2 separate regions of the Columba livia genome follow, and region 2 is linked to region 1. Evidence: chromatin contacts called from public Hi-C data. All regions are on one chromosome and are shown on one strand. The core of a region is the stretch at or near the end of the contact, and the rest is flanking DNA. Distances in the headings are between cores, read along the strand shown. Region 1 overlaps LOC110359432 (a long non-coding RNA gene). Region 2 overlaps CLINT1 (clathrin interactor 1).

Evidence for each region. A called contact is a pair of places that touch in the nucleus more often than the background predicts.
Region 2: a Hi-C map of crop shows a contact between it and region 1, with 3 times the contacts expected there. The contact joins two enhancer-like sites. A contact is called at or near these places in 2 of 2 Hi-C or Micro-C datasets (crop and liver).

What each region holds. Positions count from the first base shown.
Region 1 is chr14:4,962,777-4,967,012 of bColLiv1.pat.W.v2, forward strand. The region is part of intron 2 of LOC110359432 (a long non-coding RNA gene); the gene reads right to left. Among named protein-coding and RNA genes, the nearest start is that of CLINT1, 22 kb to the right of the region's middle. Within about 2 kb of position 1,770, at least 2 of the 3 cell types and tissues checked have an H3K27ac peak away from gene starts, as active enhancers do.
Region 2 is chr14:5,006,399-5,011,109 of bColLiv1.pat.W.v2, forward strand. All of the region lies in intron 1 of CLINT1 (clathrin interactor 1), which reads left to right. Among named protein-coding and RNA genes, the nearest start is that of CLINT1, 22 kb to the left of the region's middle. Within about 2 kb of position 3,128, at least 1 of the 3 cell types and tissues checked has an H3K27ac peak away from gene starts, as active enhancers do.

The sequences.
Region 1 (4,236 bases), core at 520-3,019:
ACAGCTCAGTCCATTTCAGTGCTTGACAAATAAAAAGAGAGGAGTTCTGCGAGGACAGAGCAGTGACCTCTCTTTTTGCACGAGCTGCTGTGCGACTGCAGGTCCAAATCCAGTCACATGCTGGGTTAGTTAGGAATCCACTTCAGTCCCAAAGTCCTCATTATACACATGGGTCACTCTGTCGTCAAAAAAGTGACCTGCATAACATGAGTAACTCAGTACGTGTCAGAAATATTCCTGACCTTATTAAAGAATCTCCGTGCTCGGAAAAGAGGTTTCCACTCATCAATCACCGTTTTATTCACACACGATAACAGCCTCATTAAATCATACGAGAGTTGCAGGAGATTTTATATGCTAATTTAATACCGATGTAACCAATTACACAAACTTCACATAATATTTTTAAATAATCAAGTGGGTATTCAATTAGCATGCAGTGACCATTTATTAAAATCTCAATTAATTCCTTGTTTAAGACTTGTGCAGTGATCAAACTGTGCAAATCCTAAATAAACCCGCACGGAGAAGCTGCGGCCCTGAGACAGCAGCACTGCCCAACACATTAGCAGCAGAGATGCCACCGTTCTGCAGGAGCTCTCTGACACTGCCCCCCCCCCCCGCACAATGAACACTCCACATGTCCCCTGGCACTGAATGTCACTGCCCTGTTTAATGGAGAATCAAGTGTCAGCCTCAAAGACTACAAAAGCTTTGGCTCAATTTGCACTTCAGCTGTCTCAGATCAGACTCATAGGGTCTAGACACAGCCGAAAGCAGTTCAGTAAGTTGCCAGCGATCAGCACAGCCACAGTAATCAACTCCGTTGGCATCAGTGATGAAGTAAGATGTGCCTCACAAGCAGAGTTGGCTGATAGGCAGTAACTTGTCACCACAGTTAGTCGGTGGCTTGACCACGGGCTTTGAAGTGTGTCTCTGCGGAACACTCCAGCCCTGGACTGGAAGCTTCTGGGGCGGCTTAAGGCACTCCTGCCCCTTGCTCTGTGCCCCTGTTGGAAGCCCCTGTCCCCAGGCAGGAACTAAAAGAATGAGTTTTGGCCTTTCTAAAGATGTGACTTGCATGTGGGGGGGCCACTGCCAGCCTATGTCTCAACATGCATGAACCCCTCAGACCCGACCCCTCGCAGGGCCGTCTGGCCACGGCAAACTCAATTTGTCTGTGCTGGTGATCAAGCACCACAAACACACAGTCTCTAAATGCTACGAATAAAGATTCCTGTTGTACCTTGACAACAGCGGGTCATCTTTGTCGTCACTGTCATCGTAATGCTTTCAGCTCCTACACAAAGGGCATCGCAAACATTCAGCAGCTTCCTAAGAGCACAAACCCACATGTTTGTCCTCTCAGCTGAGATGAGGTATTTATGCATTTCCTTATGAAAGACAATTACGTGCATCAATTCCAGCCCAGCAGTTGAAAAATCTGCTTTATATACAGAAAAGTTTCCGTGCACTGAGAGCTCCTTTCTCACCTGTGAAAACAGAGCACGGGTTGCATGTGCAAACAGTTGTACTTACAAGTGGCACAGCTGTGTTCTGAGAAGCCGGGTGGAAAATTTAGCCCATAGCAATTTTGCATTTTTCACAGGCTTTATTATGAGCTCTCTGACAGTTTCACCCTGTGGTCTCCTGGGATCGTGTCACAGTTGGTTTTCATTTAATGGTGTTAATCAAGAAGTAACTGTGAAACTGATGTTTGTCCTTGCTGCAGCTAGAAGACCATTCACCTGGCAGCAAAAAGAAGTTCATATTTGGAAGAAAAGGAAAAAACAACTACCCAAACGGTTTGCCCTTTGTTCATGTTGGGGCCTCCTCCTTTCTCCCACAGCAAATTCTTTGGCAGTATTAAGTGCAATAAAATGAACCAGCACACAGAGGAAATGATTGCTTCGCTGAGCCTTGCAGTGAAACAAACCCTCATCTTTTCTGCTCAGCTTCTTAAATGCTTTAGTGCAATTGTTCCACTAGATGTCAGCGCCGAGCATGGAGCGACCAGACAAGTCCCAGCTCCCTGTTCAGCATGTCTTGTGAAACAACTGCTATTCTTCATCACCACCCCAGTTACAGGCAGCTCTGTGTGGCCTTCAGGGTCAGCCTGGAAGGCAAACAGCTCTGCATGCTGGTGAAAAAAGGTGCAGGAAACAGGAGGGGGCCGTTCCCGGTTGGTGTCCTGCCTGCCTTAATCTGCAGAGGAGATTTGCGTGCTTGAGTGGCTTAGCGGAGGAAAGCCGAGTTAAAAGTGAGACTGGAATGTGCCGATGTATTACTTTGTGGTGTGCAACCTGCAAATGTTTCCAAGGGTCCCTGGGAGGTTACTGAAGGTGCAGCTCTGCAGCAGTTTAAAGCAGATTTAAATGAGGAGGGAAAGAAAGCTCCTGGAACAAGCATACTTGGCATGGTAGAGTGTAAGGATGGCTCATCCTCCTGACTCTGCCATCCAGAGCAGTCTGCAACCTGTCACACATGGGAAAATACATGCTGTGTATCAGATCTCCAGATGGTCAGAGCTCTCAGCTGTGGTGCAGAAAAGTACCCGACAGGGATTTCAGTGTGCATGAACTTCACCTCCCTTTCCTGACCCTGACCTGCCGTTCACATCCTCAGCTTCCTGCCATGGCCACCAAGGTGTGAGACTGAGAACCGACATGACAATGAGACAGTGATGCACTGACCTGACTGTGGGAGAGCACGACCGGGGATTCAGCCATGTGAGCCCAGAGCTCAAGGCTTGGGACTTTGGGAGATCTGAACTGGAGAGTGGGGGCGCAGGGGGTCAGAGAGGTGCTGGGAGACACCCTGTGAAGAAAGGCTGTCTGGGTGTCAGACCCTGGGCACTGAAGCTTCAGGGTGCAGGACAGGATATCCAAAGAATGACCCACAAGAATGATTTGCACAGTTCTCACTAGAGCTGCTTGAACCCATCTCATGGTGCCTTTCATATCACGTTAGCCTTTAATAACTTCCCCTGGCTGGACTGGGAGTTACTGGGCTCCCAGCTGGAATGAGTGAAGAGCTCACACAAGGTTTGTTTCTCCTGCGAACAGGAGGGAACATGGGGCCCCCATTTTCGTCAAAGATACTTGCCTAAAATGTCTGGGTCAGGCCTGAGGGTAGGTGTGTCTGCTTGAATACATGAGCTTCTATTTAAAAGAAAGGCAGAGCCACCCTGACTGGTTAGGCTCGCTTTTCTCTGGATTTCTGACAAATGCTTTGTATTCAAAAGGTCAGACTAGCAATGGCACCTCTCACCCTGGAGCAAAGAGTCATTCTTCACTGCCTCGCTCTGCTCACGGCTGGCTGCCCAAGCTCGCTCCATCTCCCTGCATCTGACATCCAAACTCCTCTCAATGACGGGGAGATGCAGCCAAGTCCTGGCATCAGCTGTCAGCTCAAATAGAGGGGAACAGCACAGTGACATCAAAAATGTGTTGATGGGTATTAGCTCTTTACCCAAGTCCTGCCTGTTAGTCGCATGCAAGGGAGTGAGTTTTTCTTTTTCAGCAAGGGTCTTATTCTTTTGCTGCAACAGTCTCACAGTCTTTGGAGGGGAAACAGGGAGGTTGTATTACTTTCCTCTACAAAACCTGTAGTAAACAGCTGCAGTTCTTGCAAAAGCTACTTGTCATCTTTTGCATACTCTTGTAAAACAGAAACAGAGATATAGAAACAGAGATATAGTGCTTAGAAGGTGAGCACACTCCTAAAAAAAAGACAACCCCTCCCCTGCAGCACTCTCTTCTCATGGGCTGCATTTCATGACAGAAAGCACCCACCATGATAAACTCTTCGCACTTCCAAGAGAAAATAATTTCTCCCAGTGACCAGCAGTTTTGATGACTCTTCCATTAGTAGGTGCGAAAGTGCCTCTAGCAACCCTGCCCTCTCTGCACTGGCAACCCGGGGGAGTCTGTGATGAGTCCCAGCAGAAGGAAACGCACTGTCAGCTACCAGACCAGGGAGCGCAAGTGTCCCAGACCAGAAAGATAGGTGTTTAAACAAAAAAGCAAATAAAGTGTGGTTGCAAACGTACTGGGTAACCAAAACAGCAGAAGTCCTGACTTGAGTCAGACATATTTCTCATGCGTGGTCTCATACCCTTTCTCAAGGTCTGTCCTAGTAGATACTGAACACTTGTGCATGTTACATTTCTTTTTTGGCACAGGAAAATGTGCTCTTTGGGCCCCCTCCTGCATGACCCGGTTCAGCTCCCTGAGG
Region 2 (4,711 bases), core at 1,878-4,377, 45 kb after region 1:
AAAGAAACTGTTGTAATGTACCCTTTCTGTGGCTTCAGTTTATTTTAGTTTTCACAAGATTAGGCATGGCATTTCACAAATCTTCTGTGGGTTTAATGTCCAGAACTGTACTGGTGTCCTCAGTGACACCACCCACATCACAGCAGCTCTAATCCTAATGGTGCTTTTAATGGAGAGCTCTGACTCTTGCCCTGGGGCGTGTTCAAGGCTTTTAAGTTTGTGCAGAAACATTGACTAAGATCTGTTAGGCTTTCTGATTCCTTAATATGTTTTAAAGTAAGTTCCATTCTGGATGGATGGGTAGATATTTATTTATTATCCTTTCATTACATTTAATGCATAAATACCTTATTTTCTCATGGTGCTTGTTTTCTCTGTCAGAGGTTTCCTATGCACATGCTATTTAAAGGTTTCTGCATGTTGAAGACTCTGCTGCTATATGAGCATTAATGCAGAGTACGTGTTGTTTGCGGATCTGAACCTTTGCAAGGTATAGACTCTGCTCCTTTCCCGATGAACTCCTATCTCAGGAATATTTCAAAAGGGTGTTGCTCCCAAAATCCAGCAGAGACCTGTGAGCTTCCTTTAGGAGTTGTGATTTCGCACACTTGAATGCATTGTCTGTGCCATGAGGGAACAGAAATCGCCTGGAAGATACAGGAGATGCTGGGGGGCATGAAGTGGAAATCTCTGTGTGGTGTTTTTTGGGAAGACCGTGGGCATTGAACTATTTGCTCTTCCTAGTGCTACGTGCGCAGCAAAGGATCCAACCCAAGTGTTGCTGGATCGAGTGAACAAAGACAAAAACTGTTGCATCTTTTTCTTTAGCAGGTCTGCTAGTACTGTATGTAAATCATTGTCAGGAAATATTGTTTGAGAATTAACTTTAGAGTTTGATGGTTAATTTTTGAGTAGAGATTTGCTGAGAAAAGAGGCTCCTTCCATTTCTGTTACTGACTGCGTTCAAAGCCTTGTTTCCATGTTTCCAAAGTGTTCCTCGTTCAAGGGGTACAATTTAAGGTGGGATTTTTCAGTGTGGAACCAGCAGTGGTTGATATGGGGTGATTAGTTCAGGCACAACAAAGCCAGCTGTAATGTTACCACTTGGAAGCTATTACTAGAAGCAGCAGTTATAGCTGTGTAATATTTTACAAATGATGGTAATATTCTAATAGATAATTGACTTGACTTCAGCTACAGCATATGAGTATATAGAGAACATCTTGTGGTCCTGAACACTGAAAAATCTTCACTCTGAAACAAACACTTCACAATGTTGTGAATATTTAATGTTTTAGTAGAATGTTTGTTGGAAATAGAGTAATTTAACTTTCCTGGCATAAAAATGATTCTTTTTCCTGGTCTGTAAGAGATAAGGTTTCTTTTTAATTCTTTATTTTGTGGCTATTTTATGCAAAAAAACCACTGAAGAAGCACTGAAGTGCTTTTCAGGCTTTTGCAACTGTGAAGGTTGAAGTGGCAGATACTGGGTTAACATTTGGGCTGAGCCTATTTGGGCTGGACCTTGGGAGCTTCTCGGATCCCCTTGGTTTTGTATGAATAGGTACAGAACTTCTTGTCCCCTCTTGCTGGCCCGTTTGCTGGCCGCAACACCACCGAGACATTATTTCTATCTCAAGTTATGCATTAAAGGTACATGCAATGCTTCCTCTCATCCCTCACATCCTTCTCCTCATCCACTTCTTGTTTTCTGGGGTTTTTAGCACGCTATAGGGTACGACACCTGGATGACAGCTTTCTCTCAATTTACAAATCTCAAAACATAACTTAGAACAACATTTGAAACAATTTGCAATCAATTGAATCCTTAGAAAGACTTTTCTTTGAAAAATGCAGACAGAGTTGTGGCCAAAGCAGTATTGTGGGGGTGTCTCATCTGTGGTACATCTATTCAATGTCCAAATATGTTAAAATATGATTTATGGAGTGCCTGTAAAACTTTTAACTATATTTATCTTTTTTCCTCTTTGTTTTTTAAAGAGGAAGCGTGTCCTATTGTCTGATGCGCTCGGAGATGATCAGATATTTATAACCATTACCCACTGGCTTTTCACTCTATCCATTTATTCATGTGGAAGAATTTAGTCTCAGACTTGAGCTACCTATTCAGTGTTGCTATAAATTGTAGATGCAAACATTTAAAGTTGCGTGTTCCCTTGTAATAAATTACAAGCTAACATTTTGCTGGCTGTCACCGTGCCGACTGTTTCAGAGATGTGACAGTGCCCTCTCTTGGCTTTTCTGAACAGCTTTGCTTTTGTTTAAAAGAAACAATACTGAAATAATTTATAAGGGGTACAATGAAAAGTAAAAATCATCTGTTGGCACTGGTCTATGATTTAATAGACTTAAATGTGGGACACAAACAGAAAATCATGCAAAAGTTTGTGAGATTAATATCAACCCTTTTATTTTGAATGTAACTTTTAAAATACACTTCTTGTGTTTAATGTTTTTGTCCATGTCAAAAGTTTCTGTAAACGTACATATATTTATGTACATATTTATGACAATTTGTCACAAGATTCCCCTTGTGCAGGGTTTCAGTTAGTGATTTGGGGTAAATCCAAATGTAGTCTCACAGATAATAGTGTGTGTTAAACGCTGTCTGTCCGTCCTGCCCGCTGCGCGTCCGTTTGCTCACAAAGCAGAACGTGTCCCTGCCATCCGGCACCATTCCCTGGAAGCCGCCCAGTATAAACCGATCAGAGAGCCCCCTCTGGTGTCTGACGGGATCCTCGGATATTAAATTTCTATCAATCGCAGGAAGTCTTGGCAATCACGCTCGTCACTTTTTCCCTTCACATCTGGACGTAAATGATTTTTTTGTTGCAAAGGTCCCAGGAATCATGGGTAGGGCAGGGAATGAGGGCCATAGAAAACATGGGAAAGGAAGAATAAAACTGCATTTCCACCTTTTTAGAAATGGTTATTTTTAAGTGACCTGGAACGATGCCAAACTATACAACAGTTCTTTTTTTTTTTTTCCCTTGGAGTTTACATTTGTTGCCGAATTAAATGCGGCTTAGAGATACTTTGTTTTGGAACGCTTTATGCCATTACATCTCATCTTGGCATTTACAAAAGAGCTTTCTCCTGGTTGCTGAGAACAATAACTTTATGCAGGATAGTTTTAGAAACAGAGTGTGTCTCTCTACTTGTCAGGGTTTGATGGCACTTTCTTCTTTCTTTGGGCATTACTTAATTTCCCTTGTTTCCCTTCCATTTCCCTCTTTCGACCCTGATGCTACTTGAGCCATGTGCTTTGAGTTCTTCCATAGCTAATGCTGCTGCTAGATAGATATAGATTTTTTTTTTACAGTAAGCTTGCATCTTTTCATGCCTTTTCCAGTCTTAAATTCTTTGCTCGAAGAAATGGAGGAAATGCTTCGTTTTATGCTTCCCCCCAACTCCCCATCACGTCTCCCACAAGCTCTTCAAGAGGGGTTATAACAACAACCAACCTTTGGATCCGGACAAGGCACCACTGTGCTGAAAGCTGCAAAGCACTTGAGCCTGGAGCTTTGGGCTTGTGTGTTTGGGGTTGTTTTCTTTTCTCTTCTTTTTTAATGTTCCATGCATATGGCAGGTAAAGATGGGATTAGTTTGCATTTGCACGTATGGTAAAGAAAATGGCAGAAACAGAAGCTGGAGGTGCAGTTGGCATGAATGAATTTATAAAACCTTCATTGCTGTTGTTTGTAATTACTGCTGTGTTCCTACATGCTTTTTTTTATATGTATACATGGGTTCTGTTAGCTTGCTGATCATTTATTCAGTCATGTAGCTTATATTCTCTTTAGACACAAAGTTGAATAAAACCAATACATCAGAATCCGACAGCAGGAATTCTCACGGTGAGAATCCAAGATTGAGTCCAGGAATTTTATTCTGTTTTAACAATTACCTTCTGTGTCCTCCTTTGGACTTAAAGGGATCTCATTCTTGTTTCTGCTGTTCATAACTCCAAGTTCCAAGACCTTTGCTGTCCTTATGCCGAATAAAATTGAAGGGATATAGCTCGAGTGCAGCTCTGTGCCGGCTCCTGCGTGGACAGTGGGATGACTATTCAGCATTATGATTTTTTCTTCTAGTCCTTTCAGGTTCAGAAGAGGTTTTTAAGCAGCAAATGCCTTCTCCACATTGTAGTAGAACTTTCCTACAGTTTAGTTAATTGAACTTTGTGGGATGGTTTGTTTTGAACCCAGTCATTTAGAGGGTTTTTTTGGCTTCTGAAACCTGTTGTATGATTAAGCAAACTGTCAAACTTTAGATACAGCAGCTGTAAACACGTTATTTCAAATACACTGCAAAGTAGGTGGGGAAAGCAGAGGCCACTAGGTTTCCTTCGACTGATGTTTTTGTTATTATTCTATGCTATATTGCTCCATAGCTAGAGAACTGTTTCTCAAGCATTCCTTGTATGAATTATGTTTTGAGCCTGCTTGCTCACCTTAAAATATAAGGAAAATCACTGTGTTATCGAACGTATCTGGATGCTTTTAGGGGCACAAAGGAGGTTGCTGGACTTAAAGGTTACCAGTCTGAGAGATTCATTTGAAACAAACGAACAAAACACACACATTGACTATTTTAATATAACTGATATGGAAAAACTGCCTCTTTTTCCAAGTTACATTTCTCTCTGAACTCTCGTAGAGACAGCCTGAGCTCCTTACAGTATATTTGC